2 separate regions of the Mus musculus genome follow, and region 1 is linked to region 2. The links are chromatin contacts, called in public HiChIP or PLAC-seq maps. All regions are on one chromosome and are shown on one strand. The core of a region is the stretch at or near the end of the contact, and the rest is flanking DNA. Distances in the headings are between cores, read along the strand shown. Region 1 holds the start of Fam166b (family with sequence similarity 166, member B). Region 2 holds the start of Dnajb5 (DnaJ heat shock protein family (Hsp40) member B5).

Region 1 (5,139 bases), core at 2,258-4,757, 480 kb after region 2:
AGGACGAGGAAGACGCGGAAGAGGTGGCAGTGGTGGCGGGGAGCTCGGATCATGGCAAGTGGGCCCGAGGGGGTCAGGCTGGCTGGTGGTACCAGCTCATGCAGAGCTCCCAGGTCTACATCGATGGCACCGCTGAGGGCTCTAGATTCCCTCGCAGCAGCAGCAGCAGCAGTGGCAGCGGCAGTGAGAAGAAGAAAGGAGTAGGCAGTGGGGGGCCGTCCCAGGCTCCGCCTCCGCCGCCTCGGGAAGGTGTGGTAGAGGGGGCGGAGGCCTGCCCTGCCCCTGAGGAGGCCCTTGGCCAAGAAAGGGGCTGGCCTTTCTGGATGGGGAGCCCCCCTGACTCTGTGCTAGCTGAGCTGAGGCGTAGTCGAGAGAGGGAAGGGCCTGTTGCCCCACCGACGGAAAATGAGGAAGGGACCGCAGAGCCTTCACCTGGGGGCATCAAGTGGGGACATCTCTTTGGTTCTCGGAAATCTCAGCGGGAAGCCCGGCCCACGAACAGGTGAGAGTCACTGCTGGCATATATACTGGTATAGGGGTGTGGCAAGCCTGGTCTAAATCAGGACACAGGCAGAACCAGGATCTGTCTGCTCTCCCCTAGGCTGCCGTCGGACTGGCTGAGCCTGGACAAGTCTGTGTTCCAGCTGGTAGCACAGACGATGGGGGCCCGTCGGGAGCCCGAGCCCAGGGAGAACCTGCAAGAGTCACACCCTCCAGCCGTGCCCTCCAAACCTCCGTGGTACGCCCAGGGGAATTGAGTGTTGGGAGACTAGACTGGCTGTTTACAGGGCTTCTCCGACCCCACCTTGTTGTTTCTCCAGCGAGGTGCAGGCTCTGTGCCACCATCTGGCCACAGGCCCTGGACAACTGAGCTTCCACAAAGGAGATATCCTCCGGGTGCTGGGACCGGCCAGAGGAGACTGGCTGCGCTGCAGCCGAGGCCCTGACACCGGCTTGGTACCTCTGGCCTATGTGACATTGACCCCAACTCCAAGTTCACCTCCTGGGAGCAGCCAAAACTGAGGCTTGTGCATGCTGGTGGCCTCAGGGACCCTCACATCCCCCGAGACTCAGAGCCTAAGAGTCCTTCCCAAGCCCTCAGGCTTGGCTATGAAAAGTATGCTGAGAGCTGGGGCCCCGGATCTCTGTGCTGGCGCCTGCTCCCCATGCTCAGTATTAATTACCCCTCCTCAGTGTCCCAGACCTCCACCCGGGGAAGGAGGGGAGGAACACTCAGTGCTGGGCTGCCCGGTTTTCCTGGCCCAGAGGTCATTGGTAGGTCCACTAGGCCGACTGATAATGAAGATGGTTAACAGTATTGGGGCCAGAGTCCTAAGCCCCCCATGCTGTAAATAGTCTGGTCGTCAGAGTAGGGAGGAGCCCGGGCTTCTGTTTATGTATGTATTTATTTATTTATTATTTATTTATTACACCTAATAATAAAAAGGTGCTCAGCCTCCAAGCCATTTTCTTTGTGCCCCTCCCCGACCCACCTCTCTTCATTCCAAAAGGTTCACTGGGTTAGGATGAGAAGGGAGAACTTGGAATCCAGGTACTTAGGCCGGGAGCTGTTTCTGAGTAATGCTGAGGCCCAGAGCATCATGGGTAAGATGCCCAAATGTACCGCCAAACTGGAACTTATATCCTGCGTGGCCAAGAGTCTGACATGTATATAGCCAGAGGCATGAAAAAGCCAGTTGCGTCGACCCTCCAAACTGCCCTTTAAAATCTGCTCCCAACTCCCCACTGAACTGCCTCAGAGTTTCCTCTCTAAAGCTAAATCCCAGGGTCGGACATCTCTCCGTGTCTGTTAATTCCCGTTGCCAAAGCACCCCCCACCCGCACACACACCGCAGTTCCCGGAGCCCCTCACGGGCTCTTCTAACCTGGCACGTAGCCTCCGTAGTGAGGTAGGAGACCCAGATTCTGAAACGTGGGCCTGGGAAGTGGGGAGAGAGGTTTGGGGTCCTTGTGCGCCCGGCCCCGTGAGCACATCTGCCCAAATTCCTGCAATGCCTGGTTGGTAAGCACAGGGAAGCTGGAGCCAAAGAGGAAGCGGGCACGGGGCACATAGCCCGTGAAACCTGGGGGTGGGGGAGATGCTGAGTCAAGACGTCCTGCGGTCTCCCCTCGCCTTTGGTTGCTACCCACTTCCTCTCACCTGACATGAAGAACTTGTGGGGATCTGTATCATCCATGGAGTAGGGGGAAGCCTGATGAGAGAAGTCAATGAAAGAAAAAGAATTAAGTTCAGGCACCCCGCAGACAGCTGGCAGCCATGCCCCACGGTGCCCCCAGGCAAAGCACGAGCGCCCACCCCCACCCCACCTGCCTGCCCCATCTCACATGTGCCAACTCCTGCTTCAGCGGTGGCTCCTCTGCCTCCCGCAGCTGGTCTTCTTCCACTTCTCTCTCTCCCTTGGCTCCGTCTGGCAGTTGATGGCTCTCTTGCTCCCCGTGCCTTCGTGTAAATTCACTCATAGCTTCAGCCCAAACCTGGTTGCAGTTCTTGGCAAAAATGAACTGTGCCCGTGGTATAAAACCTGACGGAGAAGATGTGTTAGTTCACGGCACGTTCTCTTCGAAGGGGACACCCATTCAGACCTCTATACAGACCTGTATACCCAGGGATTATGCTGGAGCTGAGCCTTTCATGCCCGCGCCTGGGAGGCAGCCTCCCCTTGGAGATCACAGGAGATCTTGGAGACTGGATGGGAGGCAGAAGTGTGCGGTGGGCAGGAGGCCAGGCTAGACCAGGAGGGCCTCGGAGTAGCTGACCAGTCACCTGCCCATAGGTCTGGCCCATGCTGAACCGAAGTAGCGGGCAGTGTCCGGTGTACCTGCAGCACAGGATCCATCCCATAGCTCTGAGTTGGACCCTACACCACCATCCTGACACAGGCAGGAAAGCCCCGCTTTGGTGTGCACTTGCAGCAAGTGCTTGTGTGTTTATTTTTACACGGGGTCTCACTCTCTAGCCTAGGCTGACCAAACACCTTTGATCCTTCTACATCCCCGCCCCATGCTTGGCTCACACGGGTCCAACCACTCCTGCCCCAGCTTGAGTCTGGAGGTCTTTATTTCTGTTCTTTGTCTCTTTTACCTACTGGGGACAGGACCTAGTGCCTTGTGTTCTAGGCAATCATTAAATCACTGAAGCGACTACATCCCCAGCCCTCTGCCTGGGTGTCCAGTCCTTCCTGCTTTTACCCTGTTTCCGTGGGGACCACAACACAAAGCTTTGTTAGACCTGGCTCTCACAGCCGCTAGATTCCCCTTTCCATACCATACCATTGACACACCCCAGTTCTCATCTTGACCCCAGTGTCTGTGAACTGGCTCCTAGATCCCAATCCCCATTCCCAGAAGCAAGCAGGGGAGTGCTCTGGGAGGAGTCTTACCCTGGAATATAATGCGGATTCTCGCCGCTGAGCCCTGGGATGGAAGTGTTGACCACAGCCATGGGAACTGGCGCAGTTCCTTTTATTTCCCTTCCAGGAGGGACTCTGGGCCCTGTGTACTGTGTCCAGGGCTATGGGGCAGGAGGGAGGGGGCGGGGCCGAGAGTTGGCGAATGAAGGCCCACCCCCCACTCCCTGGAGTGGGGATTGCTGGGGTAAAGCCAGCAGAGGTGGTGGAGAGGAGCTTCCTGGTCTTCCCGGAGTGGGTGCCGCTCTGTCACTTGGAAAAGGGCAGAGGCTGAGGGGAACAGCTGCGAAAGCCTCTGGGTGGAAGGCAAGAGGATGAGGCCAGCCTGGTCTACAGAGTGAGTTCCAGGACAGCCAGGGCTACACAGAGAAACCCTGTCTCGAGAAACAGAAAGAGAGAGAGAGAGAGAGAGAGAGAGAGAGAGAGAGAGAGAGAGAGAGAGAGAGAGAGAGAGAGAGAGAGAGAGAGAGAGAAAGAGAGAGAAAGAGAGGGAAAGAAAGAGGGAAAGGGAAAGAAAAAGAAACAGATAATTGCATTAATGCAAGGATTATTTACTGGATAGCTGCTATACTCCAAATCATCCACTCATTAATAACGTCTTGCTCGGCTCAACACCCTAAGGATGGCAGAACGTACTATGCGGAAGGAAGGTCCACAAGCCTCTGGCTAAGACTGAGCCGCTGGCCTCATGTGCAGCTGCGGATGATACTGTTTACCCTGACTGCCCTGGCGCCCAAATTAATGTACCAACGTCCTGGAGCTGGAAACAGAGGCCCCACACAGGCAGGGCAAGTCCTCTACCACCCAAGTGTATCCCCCAGGACATAAAGATATTAGCTCAGAAGAATGTGAAGCCAGAATTGTGGGGTGGGGGCAAGAACTGGGGCATGAGGCCCGGCAGGCTTTGACACCTATCTGAGGGCCTCATCCTCTTGGAGGAGGTAGGTACCTTAACTTTCTCTGGCCCCAACTTCTCCAAACTCCAGTGAGAAAGTTAAAATACCTGAGCTTACCAAGACTCTGAGGGTCAGCGGTCTCGAGAAGGTAGGTGAAAGGAGTGGTGACTAAGGCCTCACGAGGATGCCTCGGCTTCTGACACAGGGAATGTGGGTGAGTGGTAACCCTGTGAGGAGTCGGGGGTGTGCTCCCACTCAGAGGGTTCAGGGAAGGAGAGTCATGTAAGGATAAAGGATTAAGACCAGCAGGCAAGCCAACTTTACTTTTTTAAACAAAGCAAAGTTTTTAACAGTCTAGATTGTGAGCCTGGGCTTCTGGCACTCTTGTAGCTAGGAGGGGCCCTGTGGAATAGCCTTAGCTCCTCAGAAGGAGACACACAAGAGGAGAGGAGGTTGCTTTCTGGCTCGAAATGGCCCTCTATGTGATGATGGAACACTTGAGCAGACACCTTGAACCCTTGAGAACACTTCCCAGGGACAAACATCAGGGTGGACTAGATGGATGAGAGACTGAGCAGCTGAAGTGACCCACTTTTCTATTCCGTTATTGTTAAGGCCATTTTTACTTTGAGTCAAAGCGTTATTACTTAAAGTCTTTGAAGGCTAGACAGGCTCAAAAGCTAAATGTGGTAGCACACTCCTAACATTGGCACTTGGGAGGCTGAGGCAGGAGGACTGCCTGCCTGGCCTACATAGCCTGACCCTGTCTTAAAACCAACAGCTGGCTCAGCTTTGACCTTCACTTGATACTGAGC
Region 2 (5,135 bases), core at 2,085-4,584:
GTCTGCATTCAAAGCAGCATTCCTATGCCCAGGTGAAACATCGGGAGATGAGTACCCGGTCACTGGAGAGCTCCAACCATGAATGCCATGCAGGGGACCAGTAGGAGAGATGAGAGACAGAATAAGGCAGCCTCTGGTTTCTTGGTAGTTGCTGGCTTTAAAAATGACAATAGGCAGGCTGAGGAGCTCTTTTCTCCTCAAAAGGAGAAAGTCCCAGCGTCATGAAAAAGCCTCCTCACATGCCATACTGCCACATACAAGTAGTAGGTTCAATCTGGGGAAAGGGGCAGCCCAAGAGCCAATGCTGTCGCTGCGTAGAGCTGGCAGCTGTGGGGGTAGTAGTCTCCCTTGCCTCCAGGATTCGGTTTCTACTAGCAACGGGGCCTGGCATCCTCCCACACCCAGGTCTTAGCAACCATGAGAGCCCCTGGCAACTGCTGCCATGGTGACAAGACAGGGAACTAGGAACAGGCCGAGGGGGGAAGCACTTCCTCTGGAGGATTTGGGATGTGTGCAAGATAGGGGCTCCCCCTCCCATACACAGTCTGTGAGGGAACATGTGCTCCTGCTTAAACACCTCCTCACTGGATCCACCCCCACCCCTCTGCCCACAGGTTCCGGTTCCCTCAGGGTGAGGAAATGAGGGACACCTAGGGTTATGACGTCTCCATGAGGAGGGAGGACAAGCGGGGGTGTCTGGACAACATGATCACAGATGCGTACATACACTGGCAGAAATGGTGTCAATGGCCACATACTTCCCTCACTCTTTATCATGGAGTGATGCCTACACAGACATTTATTTAATCATACCTGTGTGCCGACACAAAGCTACATACCTATAGCAAGTACAGGTACACACTTACAAACAGACTCATGATTATGACAATCCCAATCAGACACACACATTTCTAGTTGCACTCACACACCCAGATAGCCCTGAACACACGGAGTCAATGTCATTTACATTAATCGAATGCCATGTTCAGAACTAAGACATGTGTCACCTTAATTAACCCCCAGAAAAGCCCTGTGGGCTTCTACTGTTGCTTAGCCCATTTGCCCAGAACAAATGAGGTGTGGGTTGGCCAGTGCCCTGGAAAGGCCAATAGGCTAACTGGCTCCACACTCCCATTCTTACAGTCTATGCTGCCCTGTGTTCTCTGGGTCAGATGCCCTAGAAAGTAGGACAAATGGCAACAATAGTGCTCCAGGCAGACAGTGAAGTGTGGGTCACCACTCTGAGGACATAAACCTCCAGGCCCTGAAGTCCAGGCTGACAGTTTATCATCAGCTGAGCCAGGTAAAGGCTCATGGCTAAACCCTCCCTCTGTGCTGGCATGAGCAAGGCTGGGAGCAGCAAGAGACAGGCCTAGAATTAGGAAGAAACACAGCTAGGGCCCCTCACATCAGGAGGAAGGATACTGGTGGCCCCCAAATCCTTGGGGCCAGTACCATTCCTAGATTGCCTCTTCCCAGGATACCATGTCCACTCCCTGCCACTCCCTCATCGTGGCCTCATCCCTTCCTTCTCCCTCTGCCTCATCTGGTTTCTCTGTCCTGCCATTCTATTGCTCCTCCAGTCTCCCCCTGACCCATCTCCCCTTCCTCTCACCTGCCCAGTTGTCTTTGCCTCCCACCCGCATCTTACGGCCCCCTTATCCAGTTCCCATCCCATCTCCTTCAACCAGATACCTGTTCAGTCCTCATACTGCGGGCTCCACACCCCCTTCCTTGCCCCTCTGCCCAACTCCTCTTTTCACCCTAGCTCCTTTTTCTATTTTAAACTCAAATTCCTTTGCACTTGGGAGTTCATGTGGAACAATGGGAAAAGAAGGGTTGTTAAGAATATGCAGAACTTGCCCCCCACCCCCAAAGACCCAGTCCCCTTTCCTGCCCTATTCTGGGGCCTAGGTACTCCAAGCCTCAGTTTACAGTTCCAACTGCTCTTCATGGCCTCATAGATATCTAAATCCGGTCCTGAGAACTGGCGAAGAATAAGGTGAGAGAATTTTCTCAAGCCTTTGTCACCAAATCTCCCAAGAACCCCCTCCCCCTCTTCACCCCCAGATTACCCCCATCCACCCCCCCCCCCCGCTCCCTCCAGCACAGATGGGCCTGGGAGACAGTAACGTGGGCGCCAAGCTCGGTGTCTGCTGGAGCGGCGGCTTCCGCTGGCGACCGCCTCCGCAGGCCCGCCTGCTCCGAGTATCGGGGACACTGGGGCTGAGATTTAATGATTTACTAGGGGGCTGGGGGGCCAGAGATGACAGTGCATGAGGGTGCTAAGAAAGAGGATCATGAAAAGCTGAGGTAAAAGATTAAAGGGGGAACTATGAGCTATGAGATTGCAGACTATGGAAGCAGGGAATTGAATTAAGAATTAAGACAAAAGGCGGGAGATGGAGGGGGAAGTAAAAAGATACAGAACAGGGCAGAAATTTGGTGTGAGGGAAGACCAGGTATCACAGGGGGTAAGAAAAAGGACGGGGGGGGGGGGCGGGCAGCGAGGAGAAGATGGAAGGTTAGTTTATAACGAGGTTGAACTGGACACTGTGGACTCCAAGTGGCTGAGAAGCCACTGCTCCTAAGCGAGCCGCTGTGAAAGGACTGAAGATGGAGGGCATCTGGACAGAGACTCAGGAAGGTGTTACCAGTTACTAGCGCAGAGGATAATCACAGGGGCACTTAGAATCTCAGCTCTATCCGGCTCTGTTTTGTGTTACAGTTAAACCATGGCAGGTCAATCCCAGGTCAAGACAAGGGAAAGCTAAACCAGGCCAGGTCAAGTTGGATCACAATCTGATAGAAGACGAGTAAGAAGGGATGAGCTTTGGATACTGATCCAGAGCCTTTGCCTCTCCTTCGACTCGAAAGAATGCCTGGTGTCACCAACAACTGATGAGTGCAGCTTTCCTAATAGGTTGTCTTTGAGGTTGCACTCGTTCCAGAAGGTTCTCCCTGGACTCAGGCGGTGGCTAGAATGTCTCACCTTCTCATACTGGAGACTGGACTAATATAGTTGCCCACACTGGCTTGGGTCGAAATCACAGGGACCAGCCAATAAAATCAAAGGGCGCCTGGAGTTGCCTCCCTATGTTCTTTTCACCAATAACACGACGAGATGGAGAAGAGGTGTGGTTGATTGATCCCAGAGGGCACCAATCACACCCACACCAATCACTGCCCGGAATGTGTGCGCGTGTGGCCGGGTGACAGGGGCGGAGAAGAGGTGGCTATCACCCGGACGCTCGTTGAGAGGTATCCAATCACAGAAGAGTCTGAGCTGAGTGACGGATAGACCGGGCAATGGGAAGCGCGGAGGCGGAGCCGTGGGGGCGGGCTCCCGGTCCCGCTGTCTGCGGCCGGCGGGCAGGCGACTCCTGTCCCGAGTGGAGGCGGCGGAGCCGGAGCCGGGGGAGGGGGCAGCGGCTGATAGAAGGACCGCGGCGGCGCCCGCAGCTCCTCACCGGTGAGGGCGCTGAGCGAGGACTCGGGGGTCCCGGGAGTGGGGCGTCGAGAAGAGAGGTCCTGGTATGGGGGGTTGGGACACCGTGGGCCCATAGTCTCCTCTGTCGTAGGGGTGAGGGGCCTGGGAGCTCGGGGTCTGCCAGGTGCTGGGTATCTGCGACAAGGGTCGGGTTGGGTCGGGTCGGATTGGGTTGCGCCGGGCGGAGGCGTTTCTGAGCAGGCCAGCCAGCCAGCTGGGGTGACATCACCGACCCCCCTCCCCCGCGCGAACCCCCTTCCTTCCTCTCCCTGCCGCGCCTTTTGTCCGGGCCAGGCTCGGCTCTGCCCCGCCCCTCCCCGCCCATCTGCGGGGGAGGAGACTCCCCGTCAGTGACTTCATTGAGTAGGTTCTTGGGGATTGGGCTTGGGTCCTCCCCAGAGAGGCGAGAGGAGCTCACTGACTCTCAGGCCCTCACTATCACACCTGTCACAGGTACACACGCTGCCACTCAACAACTACACACTGTCACTGCCAGCCTCACTGTCACACAGCCGAACAGGCGCTCACATCATTCAGCCAGACACTGCTGCACCTGAGAGCAGGTGGCCACTGGATCCTCTCTCTGCACTCTACACCTGGGGACCGGGTCCAGCTCCCTGGGCACGATACAGGCCTTGCTGGGTCACGGCCTCTGGGAATCTGAGGAGGTGGCTTCCAGAGCTACAGCGTCCCAAGCAGGCTCCGGTGGAGCGATCAGAGGTGAGGGGCTTGGCTGGGCATGTTTAAGCGCACAGTGCTGTCCTGCCCACCCCCAGCAGCACCCCCACTGCAGGCTCGAGGAGCTTTCCGGAGCTTCCCACACTTCTGGGGAGAAGACTTCTTAGCCAGCTTGATGTTTAAAATTCAGCTGGAGCCCTTAAAACTTCGAGCGTGGACGCTGAATGGGTTTGTAAAGTTTCGGTAAGTCCCTCCTGAGAAGGGCGCTCATACCCATGCCAAGTCAGATTCTCCACATCAGCCATTCCCTGCATTGCCTCCTTCCTTCCTCCCTGTCATCCTCATCTCCCCCCGGTATGTGCATGAGTCCCCTTGACCTCACCTGTACTTTTGAATGAATTGTACCCCATGTCATTCATCTCTCTCTCAAACTCATGTTTCCACGAATATCTCCAATATTTCAGCTCTTAGGTTCTCCCTCCCAACCCATCAGTAACGTGTGGTCCACTTCAGCCTTTTCCTTTTGTCATCTCTCATCCCTGTCCGTCAGACCCTGTCTCCTCCCTGTACTTGATGGTCCCTCTTGCTATCTGTCCTCATTTTTTCTTTCATCCCTAGCTCTACCTTGACATACTCATTCTTCATCAAAGGCAGAGCCATGCCTTGGGGCTCCTTTGTCATCCTACCACGTGGCTTGTGGGGAGGGAGAGGGAAGGAGGGTGGAAAGAAGGAGGGAAAGGAGGCAGGTCCTGAGAGTTTGCCCTGTGTCTGTAGAGGCAAGAGAATTATGGGTCTAGAGCAGCTAGCAGGTGGGTGCCGGAGAGGAAGCTGGCTGTGGTGGGGAAGAGATATTGAAGGACTACAAACGGTGGGTGGGCTGGTAAGCTGGGTCACTGCCCTCTGCCTGGAAGCCGCTGGAGTTCCCTGGGCACCCTGTTGCTGCTGTTCTAGGTTTCTTCCTGTCCTG

The links. HiChIP or PLAC-seq counts read pairs in DNA pulled down with a chosen protein or histone mark.
Region 1: a contact with region 2 is called in an H3K27ac HiChIP or PLAC-seq map of microglia, with 6 times the contacts expected there. The contact joins the promoter of Fam166b here to the promoter of Dnajb5 in region 2. A contact is called at or near these places in 4 of 39 promoter capture datasets (the C10 cell line, liver, pre-B cells and 1 more), 1 of 484 Hi-C or Micro-C datasets (CD4 T cells) and 1 of 115 datasets of contacts at active chromatin or transcription factors (microglia).

The regions. Positions count from the first base shown.
Region 1 is chr4:43,425,627-43,430,765 of GRCm38.p6, forward strand. It overlaps Fam166b (family with sequence similarity 166, member B), which reads right to left and starts at 3,508. Exons shown (of 6, transcript NM_001369077.1): 1 at 3,402-3,508; 2 at 2,617-2,840; 3 at 2,347-2,543; 4 at 2,162-2,213; 5 at 1,887-2,084; 6 at 1,388-1,645. The coding sequence starts at 3,463. The coding sequence ends at 1,557. It overlaps Rusc2 (RUN and SH3 domain containing 2), which reads left to right. Exons shown (of 12, transcript NM_199057.3): 10 at 1-502; 11 at 602-739; 12 at 822-1,466. The coding sequence ends at 1,023.
Region 2 is chr4:42,946,533-42,951,667 of GRCm38.p6, forward strand. It overlaps Dnajb5 (DnaJ heat shock protein family (Hsp40) member B5), which reads left to right and starts at 3,335. Exons shown (of 5, transcript NM_001355438.1): 1 at 3,335-3,472; 2 at 3,944-4,411. The coding sequence starts at 4,230.